Regions from separate parts of the Mus musculus genome. Here region 1 is linked to region 2. Evidence: chromatin contacts called from public HiChIP or PLAC-seq data. All regions are on one chromosome and are shown on one strand. The core of a region is the stretch at or near the end of the contact, and the rest is flanking DNA. Distances in the headings are between cores, read along the strand shown.

What was found. HiChIP or PLAC-seq counts read pairs in DNA pulled down with a chosen protein or histone mark.
Region 1: a CTCF HiChIP or PLAC-seq map of the NIH/3T3 cell line shows a contact between it and region 2, with 9 read pairs. The contact joins the enhancer-like site here to the promoter of Lnx1 in region 2. A contact is called at or near these places in 1 of 39 promoter capture datasets (embryonic stem cells), 1 of 15 datasets of contacts at CTCF or cohesin (the NIH/3T3 cell line), 1 of 484 Hi-C or Micro-C datasets (nephron progenitors), 3 of 115 datasets of contacts at active chromatin or transcription factors (bone marrow-derived macrophages, craniofacial prominence and pancreatic cancer cells) and 1 of 9 other capture datasets (liver).

The regions. Positions count from the first base shown.
Region 1 is chr5:74,924,213-74,929,466 of GRCm38.p6, reverse strand. No RefSeq gene overlaps it. Among named protein-coding and RNA genes, the nearest start is that of Gm52779, 17 kb to the left of the region's middle. Within about 2 kb of position 3,491, at least 26 of the 459 cell types and tissues checked have an H3K27ac peak or open chromatin away from gene starts, as enhancers often do. A contact at or near this core is called in the NIH/3T3 cell line and pancreatic cancer cells, where this site is marked.
Region 2 is chr5:74,701,497-74,706,614 of GRCm38.p6, reverse strand. It overlaps Lnx1 (ligand of numb-protein X 1), which reads left to right and starts at 3,712. Exons shown (of 11, transcript NM_001159577.1): 1 at 3,712-3,823. It overlaps Gm15984 (a long non-coding RNA gene), which reads right to left and starts at 4,143. Exons shown (of 4, transcript XR_001784879.2): 1 at 3,943-4,143.

The DNA of each region.
Region 1 (5,254 bases), core at 2,242-4,741, 220 kb before region 2:
AATCTGAGGCAGGAGGACCATGAGTTGGAAGCCAGTCTGGACTGCATAGCAAGCCTCCATCCCAAAATGAAATAAAATGAAACAAAGGAGGATGTATTAGGACATTCAAGTGAAGAGATGATTTGTGTTCATTTAAAATTTTTAATTTTTATAAAATTCCAAAGTTGATCTAATCTTATTAACTCTTTGCTGCCCCCAAATGTTAGTGGATTCATAATTATGTCTCATTGATGTTCAATCTTGATGTTCACTCAAATCTGTGAAAATGAAAAATGAAGTTAGGATAAAAATTGATAATGATTTAATTAAGCAGTCAGACTCAAAATTGTTTCTTTCATTTGTAAAAGCCAGCACTATTCACCATGCAACACTACACACACACACACACACACATTACAGAAACACCACATATACAGACACATACATATATCACACACAGAGACATACACACATACTCACACACCACATACACACATCACACACATCATATGCACACATCCCCCACACAGACACACACACACATACCATACTCATGCACACATATCACACACACACCACACATATATCACACATACACAGACACACACAGAGATATACATACATATACACATCATACAACACATATACCTATAGACACAGACACACAGACACACTACTACAGTCATACACAATATACAAACACCACAAACACATCGCACATTATATAGCACACACTCACATACATATCACATATACAACACACACATCACACATATAACATCCCCCACACAGACACACTACCACACAGACATACACACACACACACACACACATCACACATCATACAACACACTCTCTCACACACACACACACACACATCACACATCATACAACACACACTCACACACACATCACGCAAGTGCCACCATCTTCCATTCCATCTGCATCCACTGGCTCCCTCAGCTGTCTTCCGGCCTCTCGCAGCAGGTTAGCATCTTCACAGCTGTAAGTGGTCCCAGCATTTCCATTAGGAAAGAGTCTTCTGGCTGGGGTTGGGTAAGGAGAAGACAGTTCAGCAGGGAGGAGAGCCACAATTCTGAAATGTTAGCCGTGTTTTCCATCAAAAACAGTCTGTTTTTGGAAACAGCAGCTGAGTTGCATCGAGTTAGGGAGCACAGAAGAGCAAGGCACTCAGCAGGTCCTCTGACTGAGGACAGTCACCTCATGACGACAGCTGGGCGGGAGCTGCCCACTTTGAAATCCAAATATAGAGTGGCAGTGCTTATTAAATGTCTGCTATTGGATGACCGTGGAGTTTGGGCCTGTCAGGGATGCTGGGTTTTGGGTTTTTGGAAGCAGACATGAGGATCATTGGACAGTGAAGAGGTTTGGAGTCTAGGATGGGGTCTTCTGGGGGCATGGGACATTATAGGTCTGAGCAGCTCTTTTAACGTTTTTTTTAATAGATTGTACTTATTTGAAAGCTGCTAATAAAAACAGCACAACCAAAATCAACCACACCCAAAGACTTAGCAACCCATGATGATCATTTTGAGATTGGTTTAAAGTTTTCTCTTTTCCTGCATCTAACAACTTCTGAGCATGGAGTTCTCAGGAAACCCCAGAGGGATCATGGAGTTCTGCTTTGGAGCTAGAGATTTAGACAGCCATGATAAACTTCTTTAGCTAAGCCTGTAGTCTTAGGGTTGTGGCCTCCTGCGTTTTGGGGATGACTTTCATGAATGGCTGGCAGCCAGGATAACCACGGATACTGCAGGCTGGACCATTGCACTCTTGAGTATGCTTCATGTCATAGAAGAGAAAGAGAACTCCAAGCCAGGCACCTGGGATTCTCTACCCCAGCACCCCAGTCTCTGCTAGGCTACACATATGTCTACCTCACAGGGGACCAGAAGTCCTGGTCCATTAGGGCCACTCCAAGGCCCTTGCTTGGGATCCTGAGTCCCCTTGCCCTCAGTAGCTACTTGTTTTTTGCATGGATGACTACAGAAGTTGGTGGTCAGGGGCAGTAGTTCTAGAGCTGGGTGGGGCTCCTCTGCCACTGGTGCTGTGACTGGGCAGGACAGAGCATCCCTGGACTTCAGTTTCTATTGAGGTCACATAATGCTAAGTCTTACATGACATAATGAGAAACATCAACTCAATGCCTAGCACATGGTCAGGGCTCTATAATTGCTAACTATCACATAATAACACAGTAACACAAGTGAATATAATACTTGCTTGCATAGTAATACCTGATAGAGTCACATATATTATGATGCTGTGTATAAATATTATTCCATGTGCTTTGTTTATATGAATTTATTCCTTCCCACAACTCTCTGAAGTATAAACTGCCGTTTCCCAAGTAAACTGAGGCACGAGATCTTTGCCGATTTGTCCAAGGTCTCACGGCTGGCCAATAGCACAGCAATTCCAATCAAGCGACCAGGTCCAGAGTCTTCACTCGTACACACATGCAGGAATGGAGTTTTGGAGGGCCAAGAGATGACATGGATGGAGTGAAAGCTCTCTGACAATCTGGGGGTCCAGGCCAGGTACCCTAATTGAGCCTACAACACGAAGAACAGCTCACTCTGCCAGGAACAGTTTTGCCCTTGTGAGTCCAACCTGTGGCTGAGTGAGGGAAGCCACACCCCTGATGGTGTTTCTCAAGCCTGAACAATCCAGGGTCCAGACAAGATGCAGATGCTGATGCAGTGAGCCTGGCTGAGGGCCTGAACATTTTTTAAAACATATTTCTATTATTTTTTTATTTTGATGTTCATTCGTCATAAGAGATACTCTTTTAAAATAAAATGCAGATTTTTTTCTTAATGTATTGATTAGGTTGTCCGACCATCATGGCCGTCTCTCGTGGATCTCACTCATCCCTGAAGGATAGAGCCGAAGTGCCCTCAAAAGTTGTTCTATTTCTTCTATGTTTTTCTTCTACATAAATGCATATGAAAAGGTTTCATTCACAAACTAGGTGTATTAATGCATCAGCAAGGATAAACCAGAAAATTATAACAGTATGCTTTAATAGGGGCTGGGGAGTTGTGGTTAATTTAACTCTGTGGTTAAGAGCTCTTACTGAGCTTGCAAAGGACCCAGGCTCAGCTTCTAGAACCCACTTGGTAGCTTACAACTGCCTGCATCTCCAGCTCCAGCAGCCTCTGGTGCCCTCTCTGCTCTCTCTGGGTACTAGCATGTGTGTAGTACACGTACACACAGGCTGGGAAAACGCTAGTATACATTGTAAGAAAGTAAATCACAAATAGTATACTGAATCTGTGTGGATGTGGTGTCTCTCACTCTCTCAAAATGATGCACCATCAATGTGACAAAGCAAGACGCACAGCACCTACACTGTGACACGTTGTCAGGTGGCCACAGGAGGGTCACTTGAGCACAAGCCCTGTGACGATGCCTCAGTAGTCAGTCTGAAAACCAAGACTGACCCGAAGCAACCAGTGGGTGGGTAGGTGGTGTGGTCACACGGGCTTGCTGGAGAAAGATGACTCACGGCCCGTGGCGGGCACAGGGTAAGCCTGTTGCATTGCTTCACACAGCTCAGAATGCACTTAGAAACTTAGCAGTTATCTGATTCTGTAACTTTTCGCTTGACTTTACACCACTATTGACCCTGGGTAATTGGAACTGCATAAAGTGGGGTCACTTTAACTCCAGAATGTCTTCGTCACTGCCACAAGACGTCTCATGCGTACTGGCTGTCCTTGCCATTTGCCTTTCTTTTAGCCATGAAAGCCAACTTGTGTGTCTATGGATTTGCACAAATGCTATCAAATACCCAGTGTGGTACTGTACACTTGATGGGGAGAGTGGTCTAAGGCAGCAGGATCCTGAGGTGGAGGCCGTTCTGGGTCACATAGTGAGTGTCAGGACAGCATGGACTACCTAAGGAAATCCTATCTTAAAACCATCCAACCAAACCAGATGAAGCACAAAAGCCAAGCAGAATGGCTCAGGAAACGTCTTCTGGGTGCCTTGGGCTGTCTTACTAACTGTGGTGCTTTCAAGGTCAGCCACACTGTAGTGCCAACCAATCAACGCTGGATCCTTTCGGTTGCATTGGGTTACATTAAATGTTTATTTATATAGTTTAAAGTTATTTGTGTGTGTGTATGAGCACATGCGTGTGAGAGTTCAGTGCCCCCTGAAAGAGAGTGTTGGATATCCCGGAGCTGGAGTGACCGTGGTTTGGGACCATGAATTTATACGATAACTCTGCTCTCTCTTCCTCTCCCTCCCTCCCTCCCTCCCTGCCTCCCTCCCCCCATTCCTTCAGATGGGTCTCACTGTACTTGCTAGATTGGGCTCAAGTGTTCCTCCTACTATATATGCTCTCAGGTAGCTGGGACTGCAGGTCCTACTAGCAGAACCATCGTTCTTGGTTTAAAACAAAACAAAACAGCCACCCCCTCCTTTGTATTATTGGAGATGGTACCTAGGGCAGGTGTCATGTGTGTGGAGCAACTGCTCTGTCACTGAGCTACAGTCCCAGCCCCATCTTTTAATTTTACAAAGTGTTCCTTAGACTGTGTTAATGGTTCAAAGAACATGCTTCACTGTGACATTTTCATCCCTGCAGATGATGGCTGCCGACCACACATGTTTCTGTTTTGAGAAGTTCCCAAACCGGTTTATAACCTGCCTGCCCAAGATTACATGAACATGTGTGAGCATGTGAGTGTGTTTGTGTGTGTGTGTGTGTGTGTGTGTGAGTGTGTGTGTATGTGTGGGTGTGTGTGCGAGCGCGCCTGTTTGTTGCTGGGAATTGAACACAGAGCTTGTGTGTGCTAGGCAGGTACTGTTCCCCGAGCCTCATCCTCAGCTCTTCACTTTAGGAGTTCCCTTTGAAGCACACACAGACTTGCATTCTCTCTGACGTCTCGTCTGTCTCCCTCTGATGCTTATGCGTGTGCAGCTCTGCACTAGAAATCTCTCCCTTATCTAAAGTCACAGAGATTCTTCATTTCTGAAGGTCCCAGGTGCTGCTGGTTCGAGAACCAGCTTGCACAGCAGCAAGGAGCTTGAGCTGAGACTCCCTTCTCAGTGCCTGCTGGAGAAGGAACTTCCTGGAGGGGCTGAGAGTTCAACTCTCACCCAGAGCACAAGCCAGCTCCAGCTGGAGTTGTCCTTGGCTTGTCAGGCTCTGCTGCAGGGAGCCACCTGTGCTGCTGGGTTGCTTTCCTGTTGGACTTTTATTATTTTCTATTTTAATGGAAGTTCTGAATTAAGAGTGCTC
Region 2 (5,118 bases), core at 2,463-4,962:
GACCAATAGATGAGAATCCTTCTCCCTAGACCTTTCCAGCCTATGTACTTCTAGCCCCTCCCTGATGTCACATGCAATTGAGGTGGTGAACAGCTGGCTAGGAGGAGGTTCATACTCTGGAGCCTCCCCTCCCCCCACCCCAAGCCCTCCTCCCGTGAGAAAGCATCACAGTCAACAAGCCAAGCTGCAGTGATCGTTTGCATACCAACGCAGCTGAATTCATGAAGATGGTGGCAGTTTGTGACAGTCCTATATGGCACAGGGTTACCTCTGAGCCCCAGAGCACCTTAGGGTTTCAGCAATGACAAAGAAATGGATGGGGGGAGGAGGCTGCAGAGAAGCAGTATGGGTCTACTATTTGCTGATGCTGATGCCTAAACCACTCGCCTTGGAAGTAGTGTATAATGCAAATTATTCTTGCATTATCTCATCTTTTCAGCTGTGCATAGATCATATTAGGCTTTCAAAGACATTTCTGATAGAAATGACCATGGAAGATGTCATAGGGAATTACTTGTCATTCTCAAGGGGACCCTCAAGCTGTCCTTCACTCTTGAGTTTGGGTTGATATGTCTCCAAACTATAAGTTCAAGAGCACCCTCAGAAATGATATAATGTCCTCATGCTTTTCATATATCCACATATACAGGTACATAAGAATAAACATCTCACTCCTATCTTTTCATATATAAACCAGTTGTTAATTAATTTTGCACCTCAAGTTCTTTCTCAGACCACACTCTTGCTTCAACCCGGCTTTTCCTTCAGAATAATGCACAGGTAAGAGGCTAAAGTCAGCCCGTCATGGCGAAGCATGACTGGAATGCCAGCCCTTGGAATTGAAGGCAGGAGAATCAACAGTTCAAAATCAGCCTCCGCTACAAGATACTGTCTCAGAAGGAGGGGGCAGGGCAGGACAGGGAATACAGCTCAGTTATACAAGGCTTGCTTCGCATTCAGGAAGCCCTGGGTTCAAACACCGGCACGAAATAAAGCCAGATGTGGAGCTTCACGCCTGTAGACCCAGTACTCAGGAAAAGGAGGCAAGAGAATCCAAAGTCAAGGCTGTCTTCATAGATATAGGGAGTTTGAGACCAGGCTGCACTAGAGACCCTGTCTAGAGTGGGAGAGCGGGGGTGGGGGGTGGGGAGTGGGAGAGAGGAAGAAGAGGGAGAGAGAGGTAGATTCACATTTAGGACCTCACCCAGTGAACACACCATTAGAATCTCCCTGATTTCTTTTCACAGTTTAGGAAAGGCCCTGTTTACAAACTGCCCTAGTTCTGCCACTCGCTGTGTGAGTCAAGTTCCCTGCTTCTCTGTACCCTGGTTCCTTGTCCTGTTGCGTGTAAATGATGTCAGGAGCTGACATTGGGGTTCCGGTATAAAGTGCTTGGGGAGAGTACGCGGGCCTGGCAAGCTCTTGCTGTCTTTCTTACTCCGTGTTCGCTTTAGTGGTCATTATTTCTGTCTGCCTCCCCCCACCTTACCTTAGAATCTAAGACTTTGTTCAAACACAACAGCCGGAATGAAACAGTGGAGTTTATACTGAACTTGGTTTTAGTCTTTAAAGAATAGGCTACATTCAGCTGCATAGAGAAGCCCTTCTCTTGGCTAACCATATAAAATATCCAGGAGTTTCTCTTCTCTTACACAAGACACCTGAGCCTTAGCTCCACTCCCAGTTTAATGCTGATCCACTTCCTCTATTTCCCCTCTCTCTCCTAAGTTTGTCTTTCTTTCACCAGGCTATCCGTGCAAGTGGCTGTGTGTTTGTGAATACAGCCAGAAAAATTCCCATAGTCTAAAGGCCTTCCTTCAGCGAAGTTCTGTGCGCGTTCATTGATTGCACATTTTATGCAAATATATTTCTCCTGTGCCTCTCTGCCCAGGGTTTCTGTGCCTGGAAATCTAACTGCCTCTCCAAGTCAGAGCCAATCCCCTTGGGCAAGGTGAAGCTTGACTGACAGCACAGAGAGGGCGGAACTCAATGAGGGGCGTGGCTTTCTGCAAGCTGGCTAGCCTTGGTCTCCTCCTACCCCCGGGGACACGGGGACACGCTGTCTCAGGAAGGAGAAGCTTTTGTCTTGCTGGGCTAATAGTACTTCCTCCCACCCCCACCTCCTGCCTCGAAAAACCTGCACTTGAAAGGTTCAACTACCTTTATTATCTTCCCACTCCTCAACCCCCAAGCCCCAACCCCCTCCCCCTCCCTCCTTTTCGAACCTTTTGCTTTTATCGGTACAGGGTAGCCACGCCTCCCTTAGTTTCTATTGGATAAAGTAGCGAAGAGAGGTGTGTGTATGTGTTTGTTTTAAAGAGTCCCAAGCTGCTTGGTCCCAGATGGATGCGCTGTTTAGGCCTGTCTGGGGTGAACCAGTGATTTGAAGTTGCCTCCTGCGCTAACTTCATCTTCCTTCTGCTACCCTCTCCTTTTACTTTACAAGGTACCGAGTGACAGGGAGCCAGCTACCAATGTGGGCACTCAGGGAGAAGGTGCTTTTTTACTATTTCTAACTCTAGCTGTCCCCTAGTCCCGCCCACAAACCACGGCTAGGCCGTGAGGTGTTAGAACAGGCGACTTCTACAGTTTCAAGATCAGGAGGGGGGAAAGATTTTCAGCAGACGTTTTCTTCGTTAGGGGACCAAAGTGTGCCTGGACCAACCCAGGAGAGAGAACTCCCCAGGGTCCCCAGGTAGCACATTCCGAACAGTGACTACATCTGCGAGGGAGGCTGGCTGCGAGCCACAGACACACAGCAATTCAACAGGCTGATGGGACAAGATGCCACAGGCCTTAACCAGCAGGCAGGAATCCTCTTAGCTGTCACTCAAGTGCCAGCTGAGTCGTGCCATTAGCCTGCTGGAAAAGCTGAAGCAAGGGTGACTTGTCCAGGGTCACACACCAAGCTTGGGACCAAAATAGCCCTGAGTCCTCTTCCCTATCTCTCCCTGCAGACAACATGGCCTTAGTAAGGCGCTATCATTCTAACCTGAATCATTTAAAGTACTCCTAATTGCAGGCCTACTGTGGACTGTAACCACCACGTGACAGACAGGCCGAGGTAGGAATGCCTGAAGTTTTACCAATGCCTGAATCTATTATTAATATGCTGGGGACCGCGAAGGTGTTTGGGAAATGATGCTGAAAGGTATCAAAATTAGATTTTTTTAAGTAGACTTAGGTCATCTCTGGTTTGTTATAATATTGGGACAGAAAAACACTAGGAACTCAAAGGGATGTGATTCAGAAAGGCGTTAGTGGGGACAAGTCCCAGATATGGCTAAGTCTTCACAACCTTTTCCTTCCCCCCCCCCCCCTACAAAAATCCCTGTCTCCTTCCAGTGTTTAAACTTCCCTTTTAATTCTGATGTTGGCAGCTGTGTGGGCTCCTGTGAGCCTGGAGGGGAAACAATATCAGGCATACAAGATGGGCCTGGGAAACAATCAGGCATTCGCATTCAGATCTGTACACGGGGCTAGACACGTGCTATGCTCAGAAAGGAAAGTAAATTCCACTTGGCAAATTGCTCTAACTGATTCATTTGTCCTCTGAGAGACGCCACCTACCTGCTCCAAGGTAGTCAGGTAATTGACGGGGGCGGAGCCTCTGGGGATGTTTTAGTCCCTAAGGTCTCAGCCAGACTTCCGTGATGTCACAGATTTCCTGCTCTGAACCAACCAATACCCTTCTTCTTCCTCCAGCCACCTGTACACCGAAGTTGAGACCGGTCACAGCTCAGGCGGCCCTAGACGCTTCTGGCACAGGGATGGAGGCTGGCTGGTCACTGCTGCTTTGAAAGTCCCAAACATCTTTGAACAGGTGAGAAGAAACTACTTTTTCCTCTCTTTAGACCTCTGGCCCAAAAGGGATCTGAACAAGGAATCTGAATTTAAAAAAAGAAAAGAAAAGAAAGAAAAAGTAAAAGAAAGACCACTTACTGGCTCAGTCCAGAGTAACACTCTGAGAGTAGAGATGTCTGCGCCAGTCTTACTCCATGGCCAGCAACGTTATCTCGGCCAGATATTTAATCATTTTTGTTTCCTGATTATTAATCCGGCCTCTACTTGTTGGTGACGTTGATCTGATTCTTTTTAAAACCCCTGAGAGAAGTGAGGTGAGATGCTTTTTGAAAGTTAGTTCAAATGTGCAGACCAGTTCAGCCTGTTTTGTGTGTGTGTGTAGGGGGTGGTGTGGGGTGCTGGGGACATTCACAAAATTCAGATTGTCCTTTTTTTTTTTCTTGCTTGCATTCATGTCATCTGAAGCAATTTTGATCCAAAGCTGTAATACTTCCCTAGGTCTTGTTGTTTACAATAGAAAGTCAATACTAAAGGTAATAAATTCTGGCTCCCTATTTATAAGCTTTCTTCTCTCTCCCTCTCTCTCCTTCTCTCTCTCTCTCTCATAAAAATCCTTTAGTTTCCTTTATTTGTGGAAAATATTTAGCAGTCTGGATTAGAACTGTTTACCTTCAGGCCAGATAGGTTGCCTGCTGACCTTTGGCTAAAGTAAAGATTACCCTTCAAGGCCACAAGAATGTAACGCCAGGCCTGGCTTTTGAATTGTTGAAACTCTCTTGTTGTTTCTATCTTTTCTATATTAATAAATATATGGAAGAGGCTGCTCTGCTAGGACCCGACTCTAAAAGTAATTGTAAATCCTCAAGGACCCATATTTATTTTTCTAATCCTGACCACATAACCTGCTCTCAACGAGCCTGAGAGACCCACTCCACTAGCTAATATTATTAACAAGGGCAAAGAAACAAGTCCCCAATCTGTCTTCTTATCAACTTAGCTGGGAAGCTCCAGGAGAGAAATAAATGAATCCTGAGACATTCCATTTTATAGACTTTGATTAGTCCCTTTCCTGGGTCTTAAATTAGCAGCGGGGTTTATAAGGAAATCATCCACTAGGAAATAAGCCCAGAGACAGCCCTCTAAAAAGTAAAAGAACATGCCAAACATCCAACTGTACGAACGCACTGCCCTCGAACGGCTGCTTCTTGCTGGTAAGTGTCTGCTTTGTGCTTGTTACTGGTTTCTCTCTGACTCTTGGGAAGCTCGTAGTCTCTTTTCTAGCTGACCTTTGTGCCCAGTATTGTCCTCTAAGCT